Regions from separate parts of the Sus scrofa genome. Here regions 1 and 3 are each linked to region 2. The links are chromatin contacts, called in public Hi-C maps. All regions are on one chromosome and are shown on one strand. The core of a region is the stretch at or near the end of the contact, and the rest is flanking DNA. Distances in the headings are between cores, read along the strand shown.

Region 1 (4,770 bases), core at 2,066-4,565, 200 kb after region 2:
GGATAGTCTGACTGTGAAGGGTCTAGAACATTGCCTAGGCTCGCTGCACTGCTTAGAGTACATTCCTGGATTCACCCCTGCTGAAGGTGAATGTAAAGCAATTATCTATGCCAGTCTTTCTATTTATCCCTGCTGGGCTTTTTATTATCATGTAATATACATTAGTGGGTAGAAATTAAGTGTTTTATTTTAAAAGTCTCCTGCTGCAACAATCTGAAGGCAAGAATTAAGATATTTTAAAGTTGACCATTTTGCTTTTGTGACATTAAACAACCAAGAATCTACTGAAGGACAGAAAGTGATGGATAAAGGGAAACAGAAATGTTACTTACCGAATAACTTAATAAGAAATCTCACAGACTAACATACTTTGTAGTTTAAATTAAAACACCCAATAACTACAAGGAGTAGACTTATTTTGCAATATAGATACAATGAAAATCTTAAAGGCAATATGAATAGAGTTAACAAATGCAAAAAAAAAAAAAGTTGAATTACAACTTTACACAGGTATACACACAAAATAAAATGGGTCAGGGGGAGGTTATTCAGGATAAAATTTAGAACGTAATAAATGGTTAAATTAACCTTTAGGCAATAATAAGTGGTTCATACTGCAGCTTTCTTATACAGATAAACAACTGTTACCTGGGTACTAGGTACCCAAGAAACCACAGCTTGAAAATTAGGTCTTTCTGCATTCTTAAGTGGCTTCAACAAGACAGATGCAAAAAAGCACAATGTAAGTTAAAACTAAAGGCAACATGAACAAAATCATAACAGGAAGATAAAGGGAAGACCACTGACTGTGAGAAAAAGAATAACTAACTAACTAAAGGAACATATAACATGATAGTATACCAATGGATCAAATGCTAAAAGTAAAACAGTAAATACTAAGTTGGTCACAGTAGTGCAAGGATAGGTCCAGCAAAGACCTGCACATCAGGGACTTGCTCAGATGCAACTCCAGAAGTGGAGTGACTTTTAGGGGTTGAGAGTAGAGGGTTCAGAAAAATATGTGTCATCCTTTGGGTATTAGGCTCAGCGTAAGCTCAGAGCATAGCTTAAGCCTTTCAGGACTGTGGACAAATATCTTCAAAGCGTTTAGCATTCAGCTGGCTGCTATGAAAATGTTACAGTCCTTCCACAGATGAGAATATCAAATTCCATTCTTTCAGTAAGCAAGCACAGTACCTGGCACTCACAAATTAATCTTAAGTGGTAGCTTTGCCCCCCTCGAATGGCATCCTTTTCTAAGGACACGTGTGCAATGGTTTCTTTTAAAGATTGAACCCCTTCACCACCCTACCTTACCTATCAGAAACTTGACCCTACACATGAAACGGCAAATTTTCCTGTTACAAACCAAACTACAGTGGTGGTTACCACAATGCCAAGATTCTGCTACCCATGACCCAATGGGTGCGGCAGAGAAGGCTGTCCTGGGAAATTTGTGTTTTATGGTGGTTCACAACCAGATCAGATCAGCTCAGCAGATTTCTATTTCTATCATTTTCTATCCGTGTCTAAATCAATTTTGTCAATTTGGGAAACGACACACTCAAAAGGCCAAATGCACAGGACAGATCAAATATGGGAAAGGCAAGAACGCTGCGAGTCCCCAAGCATTGCTCCATCATCTCTTATCCCAATCCATTACTCCTTTGCTACTTCAGTTTTAAACCTCCCCCCATGCCTACCTCTCCCATACACAGTTACCCTCTCTTTGGCCAATGTCCTTCATCTTGCCTTGAAGACCCACCAGCATACCATTCTTGTGACTGGTCTTCCTAAATGGAAAATGTTGTTTTTCCTTTCTATAGCTCTTCTTTTCTTTTAAGGGGTGGGATAATCCAAAATACTTGGAATGAGAAGCTTCCCACATTTTGGCCCTAAGAGGTTGACCACAGTTTGTTCTGAAATTTATTTGGTGACTAATACAAAAGAAATTCCTAAGCAGAAGACATTACCTAATTAACTAACATTATTCAAATCACAAACTCACCTTCTAGTACCCCACACCAGATAGGACCTCATCAGATGTTACAGATACCCTTGTCAGAGAATCCCCAATTGAACAAGATGAAGAGGTTTAGAACAAGATGAAGAGTAAACAGTCTGTGGATGCTAGTGTGATGGTAGGATGCAGCAGACACAGACAATGCAGAAAATGCAGGACCTTTGGTGTTTGGGGCGTTCCACCATGTCTATTCTTTAAGAGAAAAAGACACGGAGTGCCATGTCTTCGACTTCTGGCTCACTATGCTCAGTCACTGAGCGTAAAGAGTCAAAAGAGATTGGTCCACTAAATATCAACACACCACTATTCACCTCGTCCTTAAAGGCCTTAATCATTTCGGGACTGCTCCTTAAAAGGTAGGAACTGCTACATGTGCACAGCTGCTGCAATGGCAGGGAAATTTCCTGCGACAGAGGAGACGGAAAATAAAAAATTGCATTCACTCCGAGGCAGGGGGAGGTATCTCCTGCTAGTGAAGAGTTTACATAATGCAACAGAAAAACCACTGAGCTCTGCAGACCTGTCAATGGAGATGCAAGGCTTGAGTTCCTCTCTCTTCCCCATCTCTAAACACTGTCCAAGAGCCTGCTCTGATCTCCCAAAGATCCACAGAAATTACATCTAATAACGTAAACCAATCTGCCCACGTTCACCCCATGCTTTCCTATCCACCTTTATTACTAAAAGGCAAAAAACAAGCAGAAAAAAAAAAAAAAAGGAAAAAACCCTAACCTCCCACTTCTGAGCCCAAAGTATGGAGTAACCAAAAGGAGCCGGGGAGTTTTCCCTCCACGGAAGGAGCAAGGAGAACAAGGAGCTGTCTCAAATCTACACGAAGCTCAATAATGCAATGACAAGCCTTGAAAACTCCACAGGGCTCAGAGCAGCCGGGTTCGCGGCTCGGCCCGGCTCGGGCCCCGGGCCTGGCAGCCGCCCTCTCCCCCAGCCTCTCACAAAGGAGAATGGTTCAGTCCAGAGCATCACCCAGCACCTGATTCCTCACAACTGGGGGACGGGCAGGGGGCGGGGGGAGCGAGGAGGAGGATGAGTTATGGAAACCAATTCTAAGAGCCTCAGCGTTTGCAAAGACTCTTGGACCAGCACTAAGCGGCGGGCGTGAGCGGAAAGCCTACCTGAACAAGTCCTGGTACCTCCTTTCCAGCCAGCGTTTCAACTCACCCTTTCTGAGAACAAGGCGCCTTCCGGCGGAGCATGGTCAGCCCTCGCTTCAATCTAGCTTGCTAGTAGTCCATTCTCCCTTGGGCCCGCCCACCTACGCTCCCATCCACCAATGGCAGGGCCGACGGCCGGCCTCCTCCAGCAGGGTAGAGTGAGTGCCATCCAGGAAGTCTCTTGGGGTGGGAGGTCCTAAAAGGCTGAGGCAACCGCAGATATGCCTGATTGAAAATAAAATCTGGCGGTAGCTTGCTTCTGACGGGTCAGTTCTGTGGCGTTGAGATCTCTCGGCTTCTTTTCTTGACCCCCGGCGTTGGGGGCGCTCTAAACTAAAATAACATTTAGTTACCTGGCTCTAGGAAGCCATCTTGGATCCGGCTGGTGCTTTGGGGCCGGGAGGAAGAAGGCGTGCTTAAGGAATTTGAAGTCTCTGTTCTAATAGTTCTATCGGACTATTTAGATACAACCCCAATGTACACTCCTTTGTATAATCGGAGTACCCCTTAGTCACGATGGGGAGAAAGCCTGGAATAATGCTGAATGTGCCCGGAAGCAACCCCCACCCCCCCACCCCCGTCATACAAGTGAAAGATCCTAACCAAATCTAGCCACCTTAACCAAATCAAAGAAGCAAAAATGAATTCTTGGAATGAGTGGATTTTCCGAGTTCCTGGGATAATCCTTTAGAGACACCTTACTCCTCAGTATATCCACTTAAGACCAACATAGGTGATGCATCTATTCTAGATGCTTCTAATCCTTATGTTTCTCTTGCAAGTTGTCCAGTGCTCTGACTTTGTCAGTACAGAGTACCGCTAGTCCATGGAAGATGTACAGAATTTAGGGAAGAATTTTAACTTTTTAAAAAAAAACTCAGTTCATCAATACACACAAACTACCCATGAATATAGACAGAGCAAATGATAGAAGTCTTAGAGGTGAAATTATATGCAAGAGGAGGCGTGTTAGGAGTTAGCCTTAGAAACATTGGCTTCAGAAAGTAATTTCCTAAAAACTGCGTTTAAATTGAAAAGGAAATAATTTTATTGTAGGTGAAATTCTCTTGCCTTCAATAAGATTCTCCTGTGTTTTCTAGTCTAAATCTCTACTGGTATTGCAACTAGCTACAAGAACTTTTTGTTTTGTTTTGTTTTTGTCCTTTCTTTTTTTAGGGCCACATCCGCAGCATATGGAGGCTCCCCAGGCTAGGGGTGGAATTGGAGCTGTTGCCACTGTCCTACTCCACAGCCACAGCAATGTGGGATTTAAGCAGCCTCTGTGACATACACCACAGTTCATAGCAAGGTGGGATCCTAACCCACCCTGGGGGGCTGGGGATTTTACCTGCATTCTCATGGATGCTAGTCAGACTCGTTACCCCTAACCAGACAGGAATTCCAGCTTTTCTTTTTTGAATTCTCGAAGGGAGTCTTTCCAAATTACTAAAGGAATTTCTCAAGGAGTAACATTTGCATGGTCACACGTGGCAGAAGCTCAGACACCTTAGGAGACATCTGTGTCAGTATTTTATCACCAAGGTGATTGACATTTGGCCAAATACATTTCTCTGT
Region 2 (4,456 bases), core at 649-3,148:
AGCCACCAGCGAACTCCCCTTATGTCACTTCTGGCAGTTCTGCACTTAATTTTAGTTTTAAGTCCATGTAATAGTATAAATATTCAGGCTTTATCCAAAAAAAAAAAAAAAGCAAGCAACGTTTTTTTTTTTTTTTTTTTTTTTTTTTTTTTTTTTTTTTTTTTTTTTTTTGGCTATTCTTTGGCCGCTCCGCGCATATGGAGGTTCCAGGCTAGGGTCGAATCGGAGCTGCAGCCACCGCCTACGCCAGAGCCACAGCAACGCGGATCCGAGCCGTGTCTGCAACCTACACCACAGCTCACGCAACGCCAGATCGTTAACCCACTGAGCAAGGCAGGACCGAACCCGCAACCTCATGGTTCCTAGTCGGATTCGTTAACCACTGCGCCACGACGGGAACTCCCAAGCAACGTTTTTGATTCTTACTACAATTAGAACAGTTATCTACATGGTGAGGGAACAAGTACATAGCTATGTAAAATAAGAATACTTTCAGCGCCTATGAAGTATGTTTCCTAAGGGATGAATTTATTCTGCAGCACTGGTTTAAACTGTGCTAATACTAGCTTTTGTGAAAGCAACACGTTATGAAAAATAAAATCACCTAAATCTTACACAAGAATTAAAAAAAGGATCTGATATGCGAATGTGATACTACTAAAAAACCCACATAATTTTTGCAAGTTTAGGAAAAAACTTGAATGCTTCAGAACCTAGCAAATAATAAGCACTATAATACCTACTTAATAAAAAGCATACAGGCACGCATTTTTTTTGGTCAACGTTTGGATGATCTGTAAAATGCATGCCAGAATACCCTGAAAGTCAAACTTTATTGTCTTAGGAAGTTACAACAATAGTATATGTAATTCTCATAATTTAATATTTTTCCCAAGGGCAGTTTGGGAATTTCCAATTACCGCTAGTGGTTGCTGTAATTACGTTCTTGTAAAGATTCAAATACAGTATGTTAGTATCTACCACATCAAGAGGTAGGAAAAGCCATTTAATTTAACCTAGTGGCCAAATTCCTTACTACTCCTGCTACTGATTTAATACGACCCTGGCAATCCACACTCTCATGCTGCGGTTTCTATCTGAGAAAGACAGTAATACCTACCTCAAGCAAGCTCCACTAACTTATATATTTCAAGTGATTTGTAACCTGTAGATAAAAAGCCAGCTTTCATTATTACTGTTAATATGTAAATGAGATTACAATTTAAAAAATAGAATTGAAAATAACTACGTCGAAGTCCATCATTTGCTCAGGGAGGAGTGAAACAAAAACTAACCGGTAAAATATTAAACCTATTGTTATATTTATTACTATACCCTGTGGTACGCTCCAGAATTTAGAGGCTTGCGGTACAATAAATATCTGCTTGATAACCCTTCCCATCCCCCGCTCAATTTTTAAATTTACAGGACTATACTAATGAGCATTTCGATCTTCCCTTTCATGATCTCTCTTAGAGACCTCATGGTCATAGAAAATGAAAGGACAGCAGCCGTTAACACAGGAGAGCGAGAAGAAGAAAAAGGACATTCTCCCTGCCGATCCTGGCCTAGAGGACATTAGGTTAAAAATCCACGCAAGGGCTGAGGCCTATAAAACTCTCTTGCATAAGATCTAATCCCCCCGTGCAAATAGAATAAACGGGGGCCTGCTTACTCTACCGAGAGGAGGGTTCCCCCGTCTTCTCCCACACCCCCTCGCGCTCCCCAAGGAACCCAGCGACTCCCCTGCTTCCACCCCCTCCACTTACCAGGAGGGGGGAGGGAGAAGAGATTCGATTCTGAATCTCCTACTCCCGGGTTCTACGTGGAGAAGCGGACTGCTGCTCGAGGTCGGCAACACCGCCGCAACCGCTCAGTCTTCGCCTCTTCACAAAATGGCCCCCGAGTCTCCTCTGCCGCCGAGGCGAAGGCCTAGTCCCCGCCCCACTTCTAGGACTCTTCCTATTGGCTGAGCTTTTTCTCGCTCCCGCTTCTAATTAGACAGTTCTACCGCTCTTCACAATTCTGTCCAATCACAATCAGTGGTGGGTTAGACTAAGCAAGAGAATTTCCACATGCGTGAGCGAAATTAGTTTGTAACTGGTTATTTTTCCTGTCATTTATCACCTGAGAAATGCTTATTGGCCACTGTAACTGACGAAGCGGTAGGTGGAAACCTGCCTTTGTACCGCGCACCACTTCATATCCGGGTATCCGGGAGGTTGTGATTGGCGGCTACGGGATCCTATCACTGCTCCTTAGAGAACCTGGTAGAAGGCCCGCCGGGATCTCGGAATTCCGGCGGCGCGGGGGCGGGGAAGGATTGCGGGATTTTGTTTGGTAGCGGCTCAAAGGATGTGCCCTAGCTCCGGGCCTAGGTAAAGGGAAGCAGGAATCTCCGAATGAATCCTCTATACTGCTGTGTGGATAAAGAAAACACTTTTCTTAGAATTGGGAGGGAGCACCAAGGACTAGAAAAGTAACCAATCCTGCAAAACTCCAACCTTAGAGCTCCCATTTGGACAACACTTAACCTGTCAAGCCCTTCTTTAGACAACCTGTATCTCACCCAAAACAGCTGACTTCCTTATTCCTCTCCACTGCAAAAGGTAAAGAAAGTCTAAAATGTTGGCCTGAAGTATTACAGCACCCATCCTCTGGCCCCAAATCATTTCACGAATACCCTACATGCCAACCAGAATTGGCTTGCCCATCTAATCCTACCCCCTGCTCGTCCCCCAAATCTGCTCCCTTCTTCCCCTCATCTGAAATAGCTAGTCTCCCACCTTCTGGCTCCAGGCATCGCCTGCCAGTCCCGCTGGTTATATTATAGCAGCCATGCACACAGTGGGATAGGTCCAGCTATGCTAGGAATGAAGGATATTTCTCTGTACAGTTAGAGAAAGCAAGATGCAGAATACTATCTAGATAATGTGATACCATCTGTATACATCTTATGGAATATATGTATATGTGAATACAGTTTTATGCATTAATTTTGAATTATGTCTGAATTCCAGAGAGATTCACAAGGAAATTACTTGTTACCTATCAAATGGAAAAAAAAAAAAAAAAGGCCATTTAGTAACAAGTTGAATGTCATTTACTTAGGGAGAGCAGTCCATGGTTGGAAGAGTACAGTGACTCACAAGCAGTGGAGCACACTTCCCCAGGGAGTTGGGGCAAGAGTACGTTTTATACAGCATTAGAAGCAGCAAGGTAATCGGTATGATCAGCTGGGGTTGTGTATCTGACCTTATTTAGTAAGATTAGGGAACCAGGAAATAAGTACAGAGCCTAAAAGTATGGCATTTGGGGATTGGCTAACCGGATATACTGCAGATCTGGTCAAGCTGAGCCTTTACAGGAACATAAAGATGAATTTTGCTAATATGACACTTCCAACAGAAGCGACTCCATTTTGGGCCTAGAAATTTATTTTATTTTATTTTATTTTTTGTCTTTTAGGGCCGCACCAGCGGCATGTGGAGATTCCCAGGCTAGAGGTCAAGTCGGAGTTGTAGTTGCCAGTTTACACCACAGCCACAACAACGCCAGATCTGAGCTCTGTCTGTGACCTGCACCACAGCTCATGGCAATGCGGGATCCTTAACCCCTGAGTGAGGCCAGGGATTGAATTTGTGTCCTCATGGATACTAGTCAGAGTAGTTTCTGCTGAGTCACAACAGGAACTCTCTAGAAATTTATTTTTGACATACCTTTGGTGAGCAAACCTGTCTATATACTCTGTACGCTTTATTATACACTCTGAATTTTTGTTTCCCATATGCATGTATTGCTTTAAGGAAATTTAAAAAGCAAAAACAAAAAGTGTGTAGGAAAAAACATATTAAAATGATAATAGTGGTTCTCTCTTGGGAGAATTACATGTACTTTTTTTTTATAACTTTCTTTTGCTTTTCTGTATTTTCCAAATTGTCATCTTGGAACAGGTAATTGGAAAACATCTCCAAGTGCTTAAAGCCTCAGCTCAATTGCCACATTGCAGTTTATTTAAAACTACTTCATAGCACTGTGGTTAATTTTACGTTCATCTCTTCTCCTAGATGGTAAGTCCTTTGATTGCAGAGTTTAATTCTTATTTCTTTCTTTATTCCCTTTGCTTATACATGTTATAGAGCCTTAAACAGAGAATGTTTGAAATTTGAAATTTGTGTTAAATGTATGTACTGGGGAAATTGTTATTTTCCCAGGACTAACAGGTAGCCTATCTTTTTTTTTTTTTTTTTTTTTTTTTGGTCTTTTTAGGCCGCACCCTGTAACGTATGGAAGTTCCCAGGCTAGGGGTCTAGTTGGAGCTGCACCTGCCAGCCTACACCACAGCCACAGCATCACCAGATCTGAGTCACATCAGTGACCTATACCACAGCTCATGGCAACACCGGATCCTTAACCTGGTGAGCGAGGGTAGGGATTGAACTGCATCATTATGGAT
Region 3 (5,023 bases), core at 2,231-4,730, 190 kb before region 2:
AACAGGAACTCCACCCACTCACTTGTTGTAGCTGTTCCAGTACAATTCAATGTTTGCCAGGTTGGGGGCATGTGTAATGATATTTCTATACTTTTGTATTAACTCAGAATTTCCAGACAGCTCTTCCTGAAGGAAAGAAGAGGGGAAAAAATTAGGGCGGGGACGAGAAGTCGCCAGTTACTAGATGCGAAGAGTCAAGCCTCCTTCCCTCCCCAGATGCTGGACCAGGTAAGGAAGTCATCCCCAAGTATTCCAGGCCCTGCTGGTCACCTCTACTTCTTTTGTTTTCCACAACCACTTACCTGGCTGAAAAGATGCCCAAGGATCATCTCCGAAATGGAAGAGGTGAGGCCTGTAAGCTAAGAGGAAAAGGCAGGTGAGAAAGCTCAGGACATTATCAGGAGAAGAGACCCAAGCAAAGGGACACAGCTTCTTTCCTGTTCCATCCCCTGCCTCTTGAAGCTCACAGGCCGATCCATTCTGCCGGTAGGGCCTAAATGGACCCATATAAGGGGAAGCCCGCCCTGGATCTCAGCACACAGGCCCTTCCAAACCTTGTGGGCTGCCCAGTCCATCCAGCCCTTGGCATTGGGATCGATGTTGATGAGGACGAGACCCTCCACAGTATCCGGGTGACTAAGCTGGGGGCAGCAGAAGGGAGGGTAGTCAAAGGCAGGCATGGCTTTATCCCCTCTGGGCTAAGCTCCACCCACTCCAGGCTGAGCTCCACCCACTCCACGGTCCATGGGCCTGCCTGCCCCCCCATTACTCCCCAGCCTCCCCCCAAGCACACGCTGATAAATAATACTCTCCTACTTGCTCTGCCTAGGTCTTGGACCCGTCTTTCCCTCCTCTGGGGGTTTTTATTTCTTACAGCATATCGAGAGAGGACGTAGGCTCCAGCTCCAACACCAATTCCAATTATTGAGGAGAAACTGTGAAAGGGAAATGGGGGCCTAATGGGTCCTGGTGTCCCAAACTCTGACTCTCCAAACTCCTCACCCTCCTTCCTAAGGCCTCGGACACAAAGGACAGAAAGGGACCTTCCTTTGGGGGATGCCTCAAAAGAAGGTGCCAAGAAGCTAAAAATGGACGCTGGTGGTCCGTGTAGGTCCCCAAAGTCTTTCCCCAGCTCCCTCTAGGAGAGTGAGTGTCCCGAAAATGAATATCCATCCGCTGACCAATCAGACACTGTTTCCTACATAGTTCTTTGTCCATTCTCAACTTTCAGGAGCTAGTTCAACTTGTTCTCTTTTAGTTCCTGATTCCTCTAGAGGAACTGGGAAGAAGGGAACTTGAAGCAAGATGTTAAAAACAGATACAACTTCAGTGAACAACAGGAAGCATAGTGGGGAAGAGAGCCAAAGAGGTGAACCAGAGCTGCCCAGGGCCCCGGTGCCCAGAAAAAGCCAAGCCAAAGACAGAGCACAGGCATCGTGCAACACTCAGTGTGCACAACCGAGGCCTCACCCAGTTTTCTCTTCCTTCTCCCACTCCTCTTAGATGCAGGGCGGGCACCCAGTGCACCAGGTGTGTGTTTGGAGGAGGCAGAGGGAGTGGGAGGGAAAGACAGGTCTGTCTGGTTCCTCCCGGACCATGTCGCCCCCCTCCTCTTCTCTAGCTTCCAGATCAGAGAAGTCCCTCCTCAGCCTAAGGCAGGGCCATGCACCCAGCTTCCTCTTCCTCTCCTCTGTCCCTTAGGGCTACTCCGCTGACTCAAGTGTTTTCCAAATCCACCTGCTTCCTCTGACAATCAGGTGGGGGCATGGAGGAGGGAGGGTATATCTAGGCCAGACAGAATTCACCCAGAGCCTGGGTGGGCACAGGAGTTCTAAGGGCCACCCTGTGCTAGAGAGAGAACTCTGGCTTGGAGGGGCCCCCGAGCCTCTCACTTTAAGTACTGTAGGATGCACGGGATCATGTCTGCAAGCTGGTCCAGAGACGGGTACTGATATCTGGGGAGGAAAGCAATGTTAAGGAAAATACCAACCTGCCCCCAGGCCCCCACCTCAGTGTCCTCTTCATCCTCTCCCAGAATCACCACCACGCCCTTCCCTCCTCCCCTGGTCCAACCCCCAGGTCACACCTGTCGTGCGCCTCACAGTCTGAAGAGGAGGGAAGGAGCTAGTTCTCACCCCAAAGGGAACACGGGAGCCCCCTCTTCCATCCCAGGGGCATCCACATGGACCCGCACAAAGTTCTGAATGATTTCTTGCATATCCCCAAACTGAAACAGCGGCTGGAAACAGGATTTATCTAAAGAGAATCCCCATGACCCCAATAGTAGAATCAGACAGGAGAAATGTCCCCAAGTCACAACCCACCCTCTTTCTCTCCCGCCACAGTCAGACTAGGAGAGAACTTGACATGCCACGTGGCTCCCTTCCTGACCCTTCTTCTCACACCAGGGTTGTTTGCTTTAGTTTTTTTTGTTTTTTTTTTGTTTTTTTTTTTTTTCACATCAGGGTTAACCGTGCCCCCCTCCAGGCCTCTTCCCAGAAAGAAATGGAAGGGGAAGGTGAAGGCCCTTACAGTTGAGTCCCACATCATGGTAGGTGAGTATCGCTGGGCGTTTGGGCTTGGGGGTGCCATAGACAGTAAAAGTGACAGAGCCATAAGGTGTCTCCACACTGTGAGTCTGCAGGAAAAGAGGTCACCATCAGGTAGGATTTAGGCTGAGAAGAAAAGAGGCAGAAGAGGAACCTCCACAAAAGTTGGGGCTTTAAGGTGGGGGAGGGGCAAAGAGAGGCGATGGGACCCAAGATTTAGAAATAGCATCAGCAAGAATTTAGTTTGACACTGGAGGATGATTTTGAGGGTGGAAAAGCATAATGAAAGATTGGAGAGCATCAGGGAACTCTGCGTAGGGAGGAGAAAGGAAGGGAAGGGGAGCGACGGGGACAGGAGAGGACTGGAAAAGGAGAGGAAGCGGAGAGATGGAAAAGCCAAGAGCCGGGTAGGGGCCCTCTCCTTCCTGGGGAGAGCCCCTCCTCCCACCTGGGGCTGCCCCAAGCTGGTTACCTGTCCCTGGTCCAGGAGGATTCGGGCAGCTAACTCAGCCTCCTGGAGAGAGACACACAGATACACACAGAGACACACAGCCACGTAGGGTCACAGACGGAGAGACAGATACAGATAAAGAAAGGTAGGTAGAGAGACCAAAAGAGACCAAAGACAGAAAGAGGTTGACAAAAAGAGACATGGAAAGGATGAAAGTTAGTGTAGTGACAGGACAAAAGCCTGGGCTCTCGGTGTGGTGTATGGGGAGAGAAACACAGGTAGATGTGGAGAAAGTAGGGGTGTGGGTTAGAATGAGGTCATGAATTTGGGAAGGCAAGAAGTGGGGGGATGCCTGGAGTTCTGGAATTCAGGCCTGGGAGTCAGAGGGTCTCGGATAACCTTGGCCACCTCGGGTGTCTGCCCTGGCAACAGCGGTTTCTCCTCCGTGATCTGCACCTCCTGCAGCTCCGCCATGGTGGCCTGGCAGGGTGAGGAAACACGGAGACTGCAGAGGCTGCCCCCACACTGCCACACCTCCTCCAACGCCTGGCTTCCTCTCTCAGCACTGGACAAAGCAGTGTGCAGAGGGCCCCGGGAGCCAAGGACCTCTCCAGGACACACCAAGAGCCTTGCCTGCCCCCAGCGCTGGAACCAGGCTGCTGGGGGAGAGGGCTTGTGGAAGAGAAATCAGGGTACCACTTCCCCTCAGATTGGCCATCCCCAGCACCCCTCAACACCCACACCTCCCGAGCCTCCCCCCCATCCTGGATGGAAGTAATGGGGGTTGAGCAGCAATGCAGCTGTGTGTGTGGGTTTTCAGACTATATTTAGGGGCCACCCCATACTTCTAGTTTGGTAGGGGGTGAAAATAGTGGCTCAGTGACTGGGTACTCTAAAGATACTAAGGGATGAGTAGTAAAAGTTCACCATTGAATGTGACCTTCAACTAAAGTCCCAAGGTCAGCAGCTCAAAGGAGAGGGGCTAAAAATGATCTGAGAAACATGATCAAGAGGGGGAGGGGGGAAGACAAGAAAAGTAGGACAAGGTACATCTGTGTCCAGCTGATCCAATGCCTCCCTTCCTCCCAAGATGCTTCCTCTTGACTGCAAAGAAGTTAACATATGTTCAATTTTTGGCGGTTGCCGGGTTAGGAGGGGAGCACCTGTGCAGACCAGCACAGTGAAGGGCCTGCAGCCTGGGGGTGGGGTCACTTACTGGACTCCTATTGGCTGGACGCAGTGGGGTTAGGGGTCAGGGTTCTCACTCCTCCTGGCTCAGGGGTCTGAGAAAACAAGGCAATGAGGTGAATGACATGGGAGACAGACTCTGGGTCTTTTAGGGACAGAAAGCCAAGATCTGGACGACTGGGTCACCAACCCTTGCCCGGTCACTAACCTGCCCTAATCTGTACCCCTGAGTCCAGTGAACAAGCCTTCTCTAGGCTTCCACTAGAATCAATACAGGCTGGAGGGGCCTACGGGGCAACACAGAGAGCAGGTATCAGTTCAGGCTGGAAGGGTTTGGGGGGCGGGGAGGAGAAAAGGAAGTGCTGATGTGGAGGAAAGAGCATGGCTAGTGTCAGAACCTCTGGATTCTAGTCCCGGCTCTGCCTCTACCAGTGTGACCTTGGCTCAATCTGTCACTGTTCTTGCCTTCAATTTCTTATTTGCAAACTAGTCTGGACTAGGGGATCCCCAAGTTTTGACAGCTCTCAAGCAAAATGAGGGTAGCAGAGCACGACTGGTTCCACCATTAAAATTTTTGTTTGTTTGTTTAAACCTTATGCCGTCGCTTTTCTCCTCCGCCCAGTCTCGGTGTGGGTCCCACCAGTTTAGTTTAAGGGGGTGTGGGGGGAGGGATATTCCCACAATCTTTTCCCAGCCTCCCCCAACGACCCACAAGGGTCGAGCACCAGCTGGGAAGGGATGGGCAGGTCGGATGGGACTGCCTGGGCCCAGCCTCAGGGACCTGTTCCTTCCGTGCTCGTCCGCGTGGGGACTGACACGCTCGCGCGCCTGGCGC

What was found. A called contact is a pair of places that touch in the nucleus more often than the background predicts.
Region 1: a Hi-C map of liver shows a contact between it and region 2, with 5 times the contacts expected there. The contact joins the promoter of CHD8 here to the promoter of HNRNPC in region 2. A contact is called at or near these places in 3 of 47 Hi-C or Micro-C datasets (heart right ventricle, liver and skeletal muscle) and 1 of 2 datasets of contacts at active chromatin or transcription factors (alveolar macrophages).
Region 3: a contact with region 2 is called in a Hi-C map of liver, with 5 times the contacts expected there. The contact joins the promoter of NDRG2 here to the promoter of HNRNPC in region 2. A contact is called at or near these places in 2 of 47 Hi-C or Micro-C datasets (liver and skeletal muscle).

The regions. Positions count from the first base shown.
Region 1 is chr7:77,718,021-77,722,790 of Sscrofa11.1, reverse strand. CHD8 (chromodomain-helicase-DNA-binding protein 8) reads right to left here and starts at 3,315. Exons shown (of 37, transcript XM_021099301.1): 1 at 3,203-3,315.
Region 2 is chr7:77,918,587-77,923,042 of Sscrofa11.1, reverse strand. HNRNPC (heterogeneous nuclear ribonucleoprotein C (C1/C2)) reads right to left here and starts at 1,898. Exons shown (of 8, transcript NM_001243694.1): 1 at 1,770-1,898.
Region 3 is chr7:78,112,829-78,117,851 of Sscrofa11.1, reverse strand. NDRG2 (NDRG family member 2) reads right to left here and starts at 3,480. Exons shown (of 14, transcript NM_001078683.1): 1 at 3,400-3,480; 2 at 2,533-2,638; 3 at 2,136-2,256; 4 at 1,893-1,955; 5 at 875-935; 6 at 555-641; 7 at 303-359; 8 at 23-126. The coding sequence starts at 3,474.